3 separate regions of the Mus musculus genome follow, and regions 1 and 3 are each linked to region 2. Evidence: chromatin contacts called from public HiChIP or PLAC-seq data. All regions are on one chromosome and are shown on one strand. Each heading gives the region's core, a stretch centred on a gene start, on an enhancer-like site or on the middle of the called end of the contact. The rest is flanking DNA. Distances are from core to core; before and after follow the strand shown.

Evidence for each region. HiChIP or PLAC-seq counts read pairs in DNA pulled down with a chosen protein or histone mark.
Region 1: a contact with region 2 is called in an Esrrb HiChIP or PLAC-seq map of embryonic stem cells, with 6 times the contacts expected there. The contact joins two enhancer-like sites. A contact is called at or near these places in 7 of 484 Hi-C or Micro-C datasets (embryonic stem cells, immediate neuronal precursor and olfactory sensory neurons) and 6 of 115 datasets of contacts at active chromatin or transcription factors (embryonic stem cells and epiblast stem cells).
Region 3: a contact with region 2 is called in an H3K27ac HiChIP or PLAC-seq map of embryonic stem cells, with 30 read pairs. The contact joins two enhancer-like sites. A contact is called at or near these places in 8 of 484 Hi-C or Micro-C datasets (all in embryonic stem cells), 9 of 115 datasets of contacts at active chromatin or transcription factors (all in embryonic stem cells) and 1 of 9 other capture datasets (embryonic stem cells).

What each region holds. Positions count from the first base shown.
Region 1 is chr16:9,281,707-9,286,603 of GRCm38.p6, reverse strand. All of the region lies in intron 1 of Gm41418 (a long non-coding RNA gene), which reads right to left. Among named protein-coding and RNA genes, the nearest start is that of Gm41418, 4.2 kb to the right of the region's middle. Within about 2 kb of position 1,938, at least 6 of the 459 cell types and tissues checked have an H3K27ac peak or open chromatin away from gene starts, as enhancers often do. A contact at or near this core is called in embryonic stem cells, where this site is marked.
Region 2 is chr16:9,129,564-9,134,391 of GRCm38.p6, reverse strand. No RefSeq gene overlaps it. Among named protein-coding and RNA genes, the nearest start is that of Gm30567, 77 kb to the right of the region's middle. Within about 2 kb of position 2,056, at least 26 of the 459 cell types and tissues checked have an H3K27ac peak or open chromatin away from gene starts, as enhancers often do. A contact at or near this core is called in embryonic stem cells, where this site is marked.
Region 3 is chr16:9,352,550-9,357,443 of GRCm38.p6, reverse strand. No RefSeq gene overlaps it. Among named protein-coding and RNA genes, the nearest start is that of Gm41418, 75 kb to the right of the region's middle. Within about 2 kb of position 3,478, at least 10 of the 459 cell types and tissues checked have an H3K27ac peak or open chromatin away from gene starts, as enhancers often do. A contact at or near this core is called in embryonic stem cells, where this site is marked.

The DNA.
Region 1 (4,897 bases), core at 689-3,188, 150 kb before region 2:
GATACATCCTAGCACAAACTCATAAATATATTTAAGTTATGAGATTTTGGGTGATTTTTTTGCAACTCAATTGTTAAGTTCTTGAGAATGAACATTGTAGATAAGCACATCATATTACAATGCCCAAATGGACTCCCCTGCAGGCTTACATAAAACTATGAGTGGCCTTAGGGAAAATGATGAATAAAATGTGGGGAAATCAAAGAGTTGCTATCTACAAAGTTCACGTGGGAAAGTCAAGCTCATGAATCTCTTGGCCATCACCAAACTAATCCAGAAAAATATGTCCTCTTCCTCTGTATAGATGGGGTGATCCAGAGGGAAGAAACAACAAGATAAAAAGATACCTAATACAATATTGATTATGGTAGCAGACCCACACATTGAGGCTAAGAAACCCATATTCTTCTATTATCATGCTGTACAACAGGAAAAGACCATGATAAAATTCAGTCCAAGTCCAAAAGTTAAAAATCAGGAAGGCCGCCAAGGTCAGTCCATTGTGCAGGATGCCAAGGACCCAGAAAACAGTGATCTACAGATGGGCAGGGCAGAGCAATGTGGAAAACAGCTAACAGATCCAATGTGTTTCTTATGGACTAGACACTATGGATTCACTCAGTTCTCACTATACATCTTTTTGTTTGTTTAATTATTGCTTTATTTTATAGAATTATAGAAAATAAAGCTAAGTTTTAGGTATCCCATACAATTTTTAAGCTTATAAAATAAGGAAATAGTTAAGTGAACTGCAGGAGCCATGCAGATCAGCAGTAAAACAGTTGCCCAGTGTTCACAGAGTCCCTAGGTATCATCTCTACACAGGGCATCATGGGAAGAGTGAACAAAATGAAGGAAGGAAAAGGAGAAGGGGGAGAACCAGCTATTAGAGTTATTTCGTAAATCAGATGTTAATACCACTGACATTCTAAAACCCAAGTACCATCATTAAAGTATTTATATCAAATAATTTCTTAGGTCCTACAAAATTAAGGTTGGATTTCCTATTTATTTATTTATTTATTTAGAGAAATGATGTACCAATACACTCTCACAACAGACTATACATTTGCCAAACTATAAGTCATGTTTAAAAATACAAACTTTGAATTGGACCTGGCTAGCTTGTGGTCTTTTGAACAGGTGTAAGGTAGACTGTAGCAAGTGACTGGGGTACAGGAAAAATGCTTTCTTCTAGAGGAAAAGCCTGCCAAGCCCAGCTGTAGGGATTCCATTGCAGAACTCAAAATGAATAAATCATAAACTCCTTCTATTTGGGTCCCTGGAGCAGCCCATTTTTAAATTTGATTTCATTTGCTTAGAACTGGCTCATTCCCTAGGGTCTCTTAGATGTCCTTGCATCCTTCCAACAAATTGTTTCTTGCTCAGGCTGACTCAAGTTGTCCTTTGTTATTGAAGAGCAGCATCAGAAAACATCTTAATAATGAATGCAGAGCGACTCCTTCTGTGAAGCCTTTTTGTTGCTAGGCTGGGAAAACTTTCCTAAGTGTAGCAGGAGCTGTGTGTTGTCAATTAAATGAAGCTTCAGTAGGCATGTATGCACTTCTGATAATTCAGACACCTGAACTCTCAGAATAGTGGAAGTTACCAATGTACCAAAGGCTAGCTTTGGGGTTCATATGCACTTGTACAAGTGCATATACCATGAACTACTGGGCAGAGATGCTGAGAGACCTCTGCAACTCCACATGACACAAACAAGTTAGCAAAACTGGAATGCCAACAGCAGATGTATCAGCGATGGAGACAGATGGCCTTTTAAATCATAACAAAGTAGAGAGTAAGCTACAAGTCAACTTCACACCTAGAGAAAAAGTAACACGTGTGTGTCTTTTCTGAATGCAGTCAGGGAGATATGACTCAGCTCTTTGCTGTCTCTGTGACCTTGAAGGTGTTGTCTTGACCTTGGAGATGGCTTCAGGCTATCCTTGTAGAAAAGAAGATAAACAATGCAAGGCGCCTCTGAGAAAGGGAGAACCTGAGAAGTCTTTAGCATCATGCCGGGCCAAAATTACCATTTGAAAGGTGGCAGAAAAACAAATATCACACACTTTCATCTCCTCTGTGGATGCTTGACTTTATGTAGGTGCATAATATCCTATATGCATAAATGCAATAGGAGAGAATAAGTACAATGTATCCTTATAAGAATGCCCTTATGTCACCGGAGTGGGAGTAAAATGGCTCTCTGACATACCTTTATAGAGTTTTAACAATTAAAATGGACTCAAAGACACTAGAAAGATGGAGAGTAGGAGGGTCTCACCCACCTTATCCCCCTGCTCTGCAGAGCCTTTGTTAGACAGCTCTGGGGTATTGTACAGAGATGGAGAGAAGAAAGGCTATTGCTGAACTCAATGACCTATGCTTCCCTCAGAGGCTGCCCTAATCTTTAAAACCTCACTGTGGCTCACTCTCTTCTCTTGCTCTCTTCTCTTCCCTCTCTGAGCCTTCTCTCCCCATTCTGCTCCCCATCTCTCTCCATGTACTCATGGTTAGCCTCTACTCCTTTCTCTCTCTCTCTCTCTCTTCTCTTCTCTTCTCTCTCTCACTCTCTCTCTCTCTCTCTCTCCCTCTCAACTCCCTTCCCCATGCCCTAAATAAACTTTATTTGATACTAAAAAACAAACAAACAAACAAACAAACAAACAAAAACCTTCATTTAAAAAAAAAAGAATGCCCTTATGAAATCCAGGACTAAATATAATGAATATATGCTGATAAAAATGTAAATGTGTGGCAGGGTGTTTGTGTGTGCGTGTGTGTGAGTATGTGTGTCTTTTTTTTTTCCATTTTTTATTAGGTATTTAGCTCATTTACATTTCCAATGCTATACCAAAAGTCCCCCATATCCACCCACCCCGACTCCCCTGCCCACCCACTCCCCCTTTTTGGCCCTGGTGTTCCCCTGTACTGGGGCATATAAAGTTTGCAAGTCCAATGGGCCTCTCTTTCCAGTGATGGCCGACTAGGCCATCTTTTGATATATATGCAGCTAGAGTCAAGAGCTCCGGGGTACTGGTTAGTTCATAATGTTGTTCCACCTATAGGGTTGCAGATCCCTTTAGCTCCTTGGCTACTTTCTCTAGCTCCTCCATTGGGAGCCCTATGATCCATCCATTAGCTGACTGTGAGCATCCACTTCTGTGTTTGCTAGGCCCCTGCATAGTCTCACAAGAGACAGCTACATCTGGGTCCTTTCAATAAAATCTTGCTAGTGTATGCAATGGTGTCAGCGTTTGGATGCTGATTATGGGGTGGATCCCTGGATATGGCAGTCTCTACATGGTCCATCCTTTCATCTCAGCTCCAAACTTTGTCTCTGTAACTCCTTCCATGGGTGTTTTGTTCCCAAATCTAAGGAGGGGCATAGTGTCCACACTTCAGTCTTCATTCTTCTTGAGTTTCATGTGTTTAGCAAATTATATCTTATATCTTGGGTATCCTAGGTTTGGGGCTAATATCCACTTATCAGTGAGTACATATTGTGTGAGTTTCTTTGTGAATGTGTTACCTCTCTCGGGATGATGCCCTCCAGGTCCATCCATTTGGCTAGGAATTTCATAAATTCATTCTTTTTAATAGCTGAGTAGTAGAGTATGTGTGTCTTTATGTGTGTTTGTGTGTGTGCGCGCGCATGCTTGTGTGTGTGTTGGGGGAGGGGAGGAGTGTTGAAGAGGTGTAAGTTAGTACTGTCCTCAGCCATGAAGACAGTTACCACAGCTCAGATGTCACCTCCTGCAGGAAGCCCTTCCTGACAGCTTCACCCGCAAGCAACATTCCTTACCTTCAGGACAGTCTTTCTGTGACTTTCATCATTGCCTGTGTGTGCTCAGCAGTGAGGACTGAGATAAAATGACACCTGAGGGAAGAGTTGTCATTTGCCTGTGATTATGCAGTTAACAAGTGGCAGAATTGTGAAGGTCAAAGTCAAGAGCGAGCGCCTGACTCTGGAGTCCAACCTTTTAATGTCACCTTTCTTCCTCAGGTGCTACCATTCATGATGTCACCAATATTCTTGTTGTTGCCAAACCCCTATTAATGTAATCTATGAAAGAGTCTTTTAATTGATTCTGGCTCCAAACAATGAAATTGAATGTAGGGACCCATACCATGCTTTTATGGCTAGCATCAAGGGCTTGATACAGCCAGACTGAAGTAGAAACTGCTGGGCGAAGCTGAGGCAGAACCAGCATTGCTTGCTTGAGCCCGGTGAAGACTAGCCTTGTCATTTGTCTCATCTACTTTAACTCAATCCTTTACTGAAACTGTGAGTATGTGACCTACTCCCACGACGGACAGCCATGCTGCCCAGTGTCTCTGTAACCCCAGTACTTGGAGACTGAAGATGCAGCTTCTGTGGCAGGGTCTGTATATACTAGGTGTGATCCCATTTCTAAACTTCACTGGGAGCCTAAGAAGAAGGGCTCTTGATGCAAGCTGATCAATTCTACCTCCTTCTCATCTCCTACCAGTCAAGTAAACTCAGGGCAATTCCCCTCTCTACACCCCATTTCTCTTGTCCACTAACAAGGATGGTGCTCCCAATTACATGGACCAACTCTCAGGCCAAGTGAGTGGTCATATGTAAAAGCCTTTCTGGGCTCCCTGGCACACATCACTCTCCATTGGATTGTCCAGTTATAAGTCACCAGAAAAGCCTCCCCAAACACGTACAACTCCAGTGTCTTATGTGGAGGGAAAAGGATTCCGACGGCCTTAACTGTCTTTTCCACCTCCCCTTCCTTTGCCTATCTCACACTAAAATGGAAAGCTGCCCTCCCCACCCCGGGGGGGGGGGGGAAGCATGTGCTATGGAAAAACACATATTTTAGTGGCACATGGAGGGAAGACACAGGTATGTGTCTCCAAGAAC
Region 2 (4,828 bases), core at 807-3,306:
TGGTGCTCATCTAAAATCCCAGCACTCAGAAGGCTAAAACAAGAAGGTCGTTAGTTCAAGGCCAACCTGAACTACACAATGAAAACTCTTCTAAAATACTAAGACGCTTTTAAAATGATGATGATGATAATGACAATAATGGTGATAATATTAACAATTATCATATTATGATAATCTAATAATTATCATTATTAGATGTAGATTTTTTAAATTCATACACAGATGCATGACATTTATCTTATTAAAAACTAAATATGGGGTACCTTTAAGTCAGGGGAGAACAATACCATACATTTAGAGATGCAGAGGGAACCCCTAAGAGTTCCACCAAGTACTAATTGGGGCACTGAGGGAAAAGAGCCATGTAATAAGATTAGAGGGAATGCTAGCTGGAGAACACACAGGAGCAGAGATGTCCAACATTCAGAAAAAATTTGAAACACATGGTGCTTAAACTACATCCCTGACTGTACATTAAAGTAAAAGTTAGGGGGAATGTAATGCTATCTCTAGTTCAAAAAAATGATAGGGTGAGGAAGATATACCATGCTAACCCTGACCAAAAAGATCTAGGGTAAAAAAATCCATCCTGTGAGAGCACAGATAAAAGGATGCAGTATGCTTACACCAGCCAGGAGAGAACCGGGGTAACTGCTAGTGATACAGTGTGGATTGCAGAGAGTGTGAATTCATCTCATGAAGATATGGGCTCAGTCCATCAAGAGGACATAACAGTATGAAACGTTCAGCACATAGAACAATTTTTTGTTTCAGAATTTTATAAAGCCAAACCAGAGAGAATGTCACAAAAAATAGACAAGTCCATAATCATAGTCGGAACTTCTCTCCATAAATTAATATAACCAGAGCTCAGAATATGAACAGGCTTACAGCAGACTCAAACACAGTCATCAATCAACCTGTCTATCTAGCACTTAGAGGAAAATTGGCAGTGGTTAGAGCACCAACTACCATTTCAAAGGTTTTCAAAAGACCTGAGTGTAATTCCCAGCACTCACATCAAGCAACTTACAATCACCTGTAACTCCAGTTTCAAGGCATCCAACTCTTCTGACCTTGTAAGACCCAATGAGCCTTAGTCCAGGATGTCCCACTCACAGAAACACAGAGACGGAGATCGATGCAATAAAAATGAGGTTTATTGATCAGGTGTGCCGGGGGCCATCCTGCAATAGGGGCAGAGGTGACCCTGAATCTCCTAGGCCCACACTTTTTATACAGTTTAAGGGAAGGCCTTGATAACAACAAGAGTTGGTTTAAGCCCATTGTTGGCCCCAGCTGACTTTTTCTTTCCCCCCTTTAGAAATGGTAATTAGCCTCTCCCTTCCAGAGAGACAAGTGTCTTTCATGACCTTCCTTAACCAGCATTGATGGCCCTGGGTGTGGTGAGGTCTTAGTCACCAGAAGAGGGAACTAAACATTCTTGGTCATTAGCTGCACCTGCCTTGCTTTCTTGTAAAGCTTGTTTGGCTGGGACATCACAGGAAGGGAGTGCTCAACACAACCTTCTGGGGGGATGGTCTTTCAGGTCATCTTATATTCTCTAAGATTACAGATTCCCACAACCTCTGTAGGCACCTGCACTCATGTGCACATACCTACATATAGACATTCACACACACACACACACATACATAATTTAAAACAATAAAGTTACTTTTAATTGATTCATGTCTCACATGCCTATAAAAATAATCAAAATGGATCACACGCTTAGGCATAAAATGTTAAACTGTGAAATTTCTCAAGAGAACAAAAACAAACAGAATGAAACCTTTGCAACCTTGGGTTTCTCAGACATGATACCAAAAACAAGATCCAGGAAAAAAACAAACAAACAAAACAAAACAAAACAAAAAAAAAACATAGCTCTTGCCCAAGTTTAAAATGTTATACCTTCAAAGGACATCCTTACAGAAATAAAAAGAACCACCTGAAGCAAAATTTTGTGAGACAGATGCCGACCAAGGACTTGTGTCCAGATCATTTAAGGAACCCTGAAGACTCAAAGGGAAGTTAGGCTGGTGAAATGACTCAGCAGAAAAAGAGAAGTTAGGCTGGTGAGATGACTCAGCAGAAAAAGGCAGCACTGGATGAACTTGGTGATCTGGATTTCATTCCCTGGGATCCGTTTAAGGGATGACTCCACAGTGTGGTCCTCTGACCTACACACACACACACACACACACACACACACACACACACGAGTATGTACACACCTGTCACACACATCATATATATACATACAGTAATAATAATGTTTATTTAAAATGCTTCTTAAATGAGCAAAACAGTTTAGCAAACACTTAAATTAAAAATTAAATTAAAAGCATATCTGTTGCTGGGTGGTGGTGGTGCATGCCTTTAATCACAGCACTTGGGAGGCAGAGGCAAGTGGATTTCTGAGTTCGAGGCCAGCCTGGTCTGCAGAGTGAGTTCCAGGACAGCCAAAGCTACACAGAGAAACCCTGTCTTGAAGAAAAACAACAACAACAACAACAACAACAACAAAAGCACATCTGTTATACAGAATAAGCAGGTTATATTTAGAAATATATGTATATACATATGTGCATATAATAACAGTTAATGAAGAAAAGAGGCCCTGAATTTCAAAGACTGCAAAGAACAGAATATGGGAGGAATTGAAGAAGGACAGGGAAGGGAGAAAATGTTTTTTAAAGTAATATGTGTGTGTGTGTGTGTGTGTGTGTGTTCATACATATAATAACATGACACAGACATAGGTGTTCCATGTCATTGGCCATTAGGGAGAACCAAGATATACTATTACCTTCCTACCGTAGCAGCTACAACTTTGACAATCACATGCACTTATGATGCAGTCATTGCCCATCTAGCTATTCACTCAAGAGAAATGAAAATCTGTGTCCATACAAAGTCACGTGTCCTGTAGGCTAAGGCCAGTTCCACTCCACTCCTGCCAGTGACCTTGGCTGTTGTTCCATGGTCCTGCATCTCTTGGTACCAACTTCAGATCTAGTTTGCTTTCTGTCTCTATGACAAAGCACTGGCCAAAGCCAAGCTGCAGGGACGAAAGGTTACTTGGTTACTTGGCTTACAAGTTGCAGTTTGTCCTCAAGTGAAACCAGGGACAAAAGCTGAGACAGGGACATGGAGACAGGACCTGAAGCAGAGGCCATGGAGGAACACAACTCATTGGACTGCTTCTCCTGGCTTGTTCAGCTCTCGTTCTTATACAGCCCAAGCCCATATGCCCAGGGATGGCACTGCCCACAGTGGGCTAGTCCCTCCAAAGCCATCAGCAATTGAGAAAATGACATGCCCACAGATGTGCCCACACACCAATCTGATAAAAGGAAACTCCTGGATTGAGAGTCCCTTTCCCAAGCGTCTAGGTTTATGTGAATACCACAAACACCATGACACGGAGGTGCCACAAGCACCTGCTGCTTTGGGTGGAGTTGGACTTAAGAGATCCTTTGCCGCCGGCGATGGTGGCACATGCCTTTAATCACAGCACTTGGGAGGCAGAGGCGGGCGGATTTCTGAGTTCGAGGCCAGCCAGGTCTACAAAGTGAGTTCCAGGACAGCCAGAGCTATACAGAGAAACCCTGTCTCGAAAAAAAAAAAAGAAAGAAAGAAAGAGAGAGAGAGAGAGAGAGAGAGAGAGAGAGAGAGAGAAAGAAAGAAAGAAAGAAAGAAAGAAAGAAAGAAAGAAAGAAAGAAAGAAAGAAAGAAAGAAAGAAAGAAAGGAAAAAAGAGAGAGATCCTTTGCTCATGATGCTAAGCATGGTAGTCCGGTAGGAAAAAGCTCACTGGCCACTGGGATTTCAGCTGAAAATGTTGCTATTCATAAAAACTGTGTGGCGCTGTTTATCTCACAGAACATACACCAGTACCGCATCCCAACCCTAGGGAAGAGCAAGGGCTACAACAGATGAAAGACAATGTGCCTAAGACCAAATTCTGCCTCACATCCATTTGGGGATCCTAGATGGTGGTCTGATTTCCTTTGTTTCTTTTTTTCCTGGGCCACTGTAGGACTTCAGTTGTCACATGGGTGTTATTGAGGAAAGGTCCCCAACATGGGTGACTGGCCTCAGCATATGGAAGTATTTTTAGCAGTTGATCTCCAAGTAGAGACAGATGTTTCTCTGCTGATCTCGGTGGGGTGTCTCCTTGAAGTCTGCCCTGTTACCCACACTCTGCCTCCAGAACAGCTTGTAGAAGAAGCAATGCCACTCTAGACAATTTCAATAATTTTGACTTTAGAGAAACTGGCTTTTATTCTCCTCCCTTAGAAAGGAGAGGCATCTTCTGAAAATGATCTAAGCAGCAAATCCAGCTTGGTCATTGATATTTTTATAAGGCTACAGATGGGTTTTCCCTGAAGAAATAAAGAAAAAAATCAACTCTACATGGGGGAGGGGGGTCACAAATAGTAAGACCACAATTCCTTTGTCAGCACTGGTACAGTGAGTAGCGAAGTCTTCAAGCCTTTCAGTCCTTCACATGAACTCTAAGAACCACTTTTCCCTCTTGCCAAGCAAACATTATTTTTGTAACACTACACAACTATCTAGAGACTGCATCATCTCCTCAGGCTCCCTTCTTAAGTGTGGACGTTCATCTCTATATCTCCTTTATATGAAAACAGTCAGACCTTTGCTATCAGGTGAACTGTAACTGTACAATTGGCTATGCACAACCACCCTGTTATAATATACCTTAGATCAAAAAACCCTTCGGTGTGTACAAGAGTTCTCAGGCTGACTGCCTATTCCTTCTGCTCAGATTTTCATAATGATTTGATTAAAGTAGG
Region 3 (4,894 bases), core at 2,229-4,728, 220 kb before region 2:
ACACAGATGACTAATCACAGGATCTCAGCAAATCATTTAATCGAAGCTATTTAAGAAGGAACTATGCAGACTGATGGGGTGAGTCAGCATGAAGACCTGAGTTCAATGCCCAAGAACCCACGTTTCTAGAAAGGCAAGCATAGTGGCGGCTTGACGTTAGAAACAGATGCGTCCCTGGGGCTCCTGGCTAGCCAGCCTAGCCTTCTTGGTGCATTCCAGGACTGTGAGAAATCTGCCAATACATAAATAAATAAATAAATAAATAAATAAATAAATAAATAAGGATGATACCTGAATCTGTCCTCTGATCTCTATGTGCACACACGTGAACATACAAATAATCGAGAGGCATGAGCCTACATGTTCTTCCACATGTGCATACATGTGTGCACACCTGCCTCTCAAACAATCAGGCCTGCTCTTTTCTTTTTTAGAGGCATGGCTAGCACTGATTCAAAGAAGTGCTTTAAAAAGGAATCTAATTTTTTAAAATCACACTATAGTGTTATAACTCCAGAGAGTTTATAGTGACTGCCCATGTGACTGCATCAGGAATCAACTAACACTCAAGCTCTGGGCACACCCGTGAGGGATTTTCTTTGTCAGATTATTTGAACTAGGAAGACCCACCCCAAAATGATGGAGACATAGCTTTTCAATTGTTCACCTCACTCCACTTGCCAAGTTTATCTATCCTGTTATAGCTCCGGTCCTTGGCAAATACTAGAACCAACTTTGTAGAGAGAATCTCTCATAAGCACAACCTGTCAATAAAAAAGCTGACAGCCAATGAGTTGAAGTAGGAAATAGGGGCCGGCACACTGGCAGGAAGAAAGAGGATTCTGGGAAATAGTGAGATTCAAGAGAACACAGAGGAGACAGATGTAAACCAGATGGTAGATGAACTCAGAGAGAGGCTGAGGGAGAATCAGAGGAGATTCAAGGGAAAAAGGGGGAGGGAACTGAGGAGGTAGGTAACCAAATGGTAGACATAGAATAGCTTGAATGGGTAAAATAAGTTACCAGCTAGTCTGGGAATGAGCCAAATGGCTAACTCATTTAATAATAAATAATTAATTTCAGCGTCATCATTCTGGAAGCTAAGACTGGAGAGGGAAAACGGATTTAAAAAGTATTTTAACACAACGTCTTGAGCATTCCAGTGTGGATGGAAGACCAGCGGCTCTCCAGACATCCTCCAGGCCTTCAGCACTGGATAGGGACTGTTGAGACCTTCAGCCTCCTGGGGGTAAGTCAACCTGACACAATCTAACAAACCTCCTTTTAACTTTCTCTCTCCCCTCCCCCATCCTATTGGTTCTGTTTTGTTTTTGTTTTTGTTTTTGTTTGTTTTTCTTGTTTTTTTTTTTAAGAGAAATCTGACTAGCACAGGGATATATCTGAGAAGACATTCAAGGTAATGTGTTGGAAATCAAAAAATGCTTAATTTTGCTCTAGATTTGGGCTCTATGCATATGTGAACATCCAACCAAGCTGTAAGAGTTACAGTTTGTCTATTTGGGATGACAAAAATGTTTGGAAAATCAGACATAACAATTTTGTAACATTGTGATTGTAATTAATGCCCTTGAACTTCACATTTAGAGATGGTTAAAACAGCAGATTAGATCACATATATTCTGTAATAGCACAATAAGTAATTGCAAAACATAATTAATGTATGCCATGATGCATATTTACCATAGTAAAAAATGTTTTAACAAGAAAAGCTGTATCAGAGGTATGCCCTTGACTCTTTGTTATGCTTCTATATCTTAACAGAAAAGAAAAAGTTGGTGCCTAGAAGATATGGTCATGGTGTGCACCTTCCCTTAGTCTTTCTCGTCCACACACCCCCATCCTCAGTGTAAAATTGTCACTTTGAACACACAAGGCAGGGAGGTCCTTCCAGATTCTCCCTGTGTAAGGAAGCAGGGAGGACCTCCCAGATTCTCCCTGTGTAAGGAAGCAGGGAGGACCTCCCAGATTCTCTCTCTGTAAGGAAGCAGGGAGGACCTCCCAGATTCTCCCTCTGTAAGGAAGCAGGGAGGACCTCCCAGATTCTCCCTGTGTAAGGAAGCAGGGAGGACCTCCCAGATTCTCTCTCTGTAAGGAAGCAGGGAGGACCTCCCAGATTCTCCCTCTGTAAGGAAGCAGGGAGGACCTCCCAGATTCTCTCTCTGTAAGGAAGCAGGGAGGACCTCCCAGATTCTCCCTGTGTAAGGAAGCAGGGAGGACCTCCCAGATTCTCCCTGTGTAAGGAAGCAGGGAGGACCTCCCAGATTCTCCCTGTGTAAGGAAGCAGGGAGGACCTCCCAGATTCTCTCTCTGTAAGGAAGCAGGGAGGACCTCCCAGATTCTCCCTGTGTAAGGAAGCAGGGAGGACCTCCCAGATTCTCCCTGTGTAAGGAAGCAGGGAGGACCTCCCAGATTCTCCCTCTGTAACTGTTCTTCTGGATTCCTTCCCTCTTGTGCAGTTTAGCCAGTGAATCATCCCTGATGGTCTGGATGGAGGCCGGAGGAGCTGCATGTGAATGAACACATCATAGAACCCAGGGAATTGACAATGTGATGCCAAGACCTGCCTTTTCAACATGCAGCCCCTCCCCCCCACCGACTGCCTGGAGATGTTTATTAGAAGGGCATAATTAACGTGGCAGGTGCCTTTGTTACATTCAAATAATAACAGCGCAGAACACAGGCTTATAATTAGTTGGGCTTTTTTGGGGCTCCAGTGGTGCTGCTGCTGATACTAAGCACAGAACATGACACCTTATTGTGCACTCAGTATGGGGGTGATTCATGTTCAGCTGGTGAGGATGCAGGCTTTTGGGAGTGTTGAAAGTAGACAAATTTAAATAAAAACCAGGAATGACTATGAACTCCCAAGGTCACACAAGTGGGGAGCAGGGCTTGGTTGGGTGTATCTGACTGCACATTGCTCCCGAATGCTTCATTTCCTTAAGTGCCTCCCACTAGAAGAGAGAGCTGCATGTGCGAAGGTCCCGTGGTTTAAGGAAGAATACAAAGCCAAGCTGTAAAGGACAGAGGATGAATCTGGACCCTCGATGGAGGAAAGTGTTTCAAGACAACCACAGTGATCTTGTACAGTTTTGATGAACCTATTCCCCTGTGGAATAGGTTCAATGGAAAATGATGGGGAAGAAACAGCGCAGACTTGAGAGAACAGTTATATCATAGAGGAGATAGGACATAGCAACAGAGAACTCTAGTCCTTCTCATCCTAATCCTCCCCCCCACCTCACCCCCCCCAAGAAAAACCAAGCTGTGGTATGTGTTAATGCTGCTCACAATAACAAGGCAGCTGTCTATCTGAACAGACACCAGCTTGGGAAAGGCCAAAAGGTAGCATTACAATAAGCAACCTCCAATGACAGAAACTCCCTAGCCCCAGAATGTGCTGTGTCTGTGTAGGAGGACACCATGCAGTTTCCTATAGCCCCGGAGAGATTCGAGGCAAGAATGAAAGTGAAGCCCAGGATGAGTGGGGGTGTTCACTGCTCAGTGCCTCCATGCCCTTTCATTTGCCCCTTCCCCGACCTCGAAAGCAAGTAAACTGGGTGGGAGGAGGGTGGAAATCTAAATGTCTTGACCAAGTGGTTGAGTGATCTTGACCTTGGCTTCCTCCCAATTGATTGGTCTCTGCTGTATCTCCACAGTAACAGATGAACACAATCTCAGAGCTTCTGTGGTCTCAAGGTGAGGTCAGTGGTCCCTGGATTAAATTTCATAATTCTCTGATGTTCTTTAATGTGGATAAACCATCTTATTCGTTCATCAATTTAAGCCCATATGACTCTAAATAAGACTTAGGTCCAAATACCTAGCCTACATGCAAGGCTCCAAGGAAGGTGGCCTGAATCGTGTGACCAAACCCATCCATCCCCATAAAAGGTCTTTTCCTTTCTTTCTTTCTCTCTCTCTCTCTCTCTCTCTCTCTCTCTCTTTCTTTCTTTCTTTTTTCTTTTTCTTCTTTTTTTCTGCTGTTGTTTGAGAATTTTATTTCAACATATAAGGTGCTTTAATCAAATCCAGTCCCATTCCCTCCCCTCCAGTTCCTCTACCCCCACAGTACTTTTTGAGAGTACTGATTGAATTTACATTACAGGTGAATCTGTGGGTCAAAGCTGGGAAGATGGCTCAGTGCTTAGCAGCATATTTTGCTCTTGGAGTGGACCAGAGTTTAGTTGCCAGTACCCACATCAGGCAACTCACAACCATCTGTAGTTCCAATTCCAGAGGATATTACAACTCCTCTGGCTTCACAAGCATTGCGCTCATACAAAGCTAAATTCACATAGACATGTCATCATTTAGAACAAAATAAAAATAAATTTAAAAAGACATGGATCAGAGACGTCTACTTACTTGCCAGAGGAACACAGCTGGCAAGTACAGATTTGAGGTAGCACTGTTCACTCTGTCCAGGAAGAGATGGGACACAGGACATGTGGCATAGGACCCAGGCTACCAAGCTGGCTTATCCATATTGAACAGCGGAAGATTAAGAACTTTGTCATTCTTGTCTCTGTAATTCTCTACTCAATCTGCTTACTATGCAGAATGAGAACCCAGCTGCTTCTCTCTGCACCGTGCTGTGGCTTTAATAATTAACATTAATTGTCAACTGGACAAGACCGACAGTCACTTGGGAGACAAGCTCCCAGACGTACCTGCAAGGGATTATCTAGATCAGCATGAGGAGGGAAAACTCACCTTGACCGTGGGTGGTAGCATTTCATGTCTGTTCTCTCCAACTGAATGAAAATGAGAAATTCGGCTGATCTCTAACACTCATTTCTGTGTTTTCTGCCTCAACACCTTGTGAATTAACACTGCGGTGGACTCCTTCTTTCCTTAGGTTGTTTTTGTC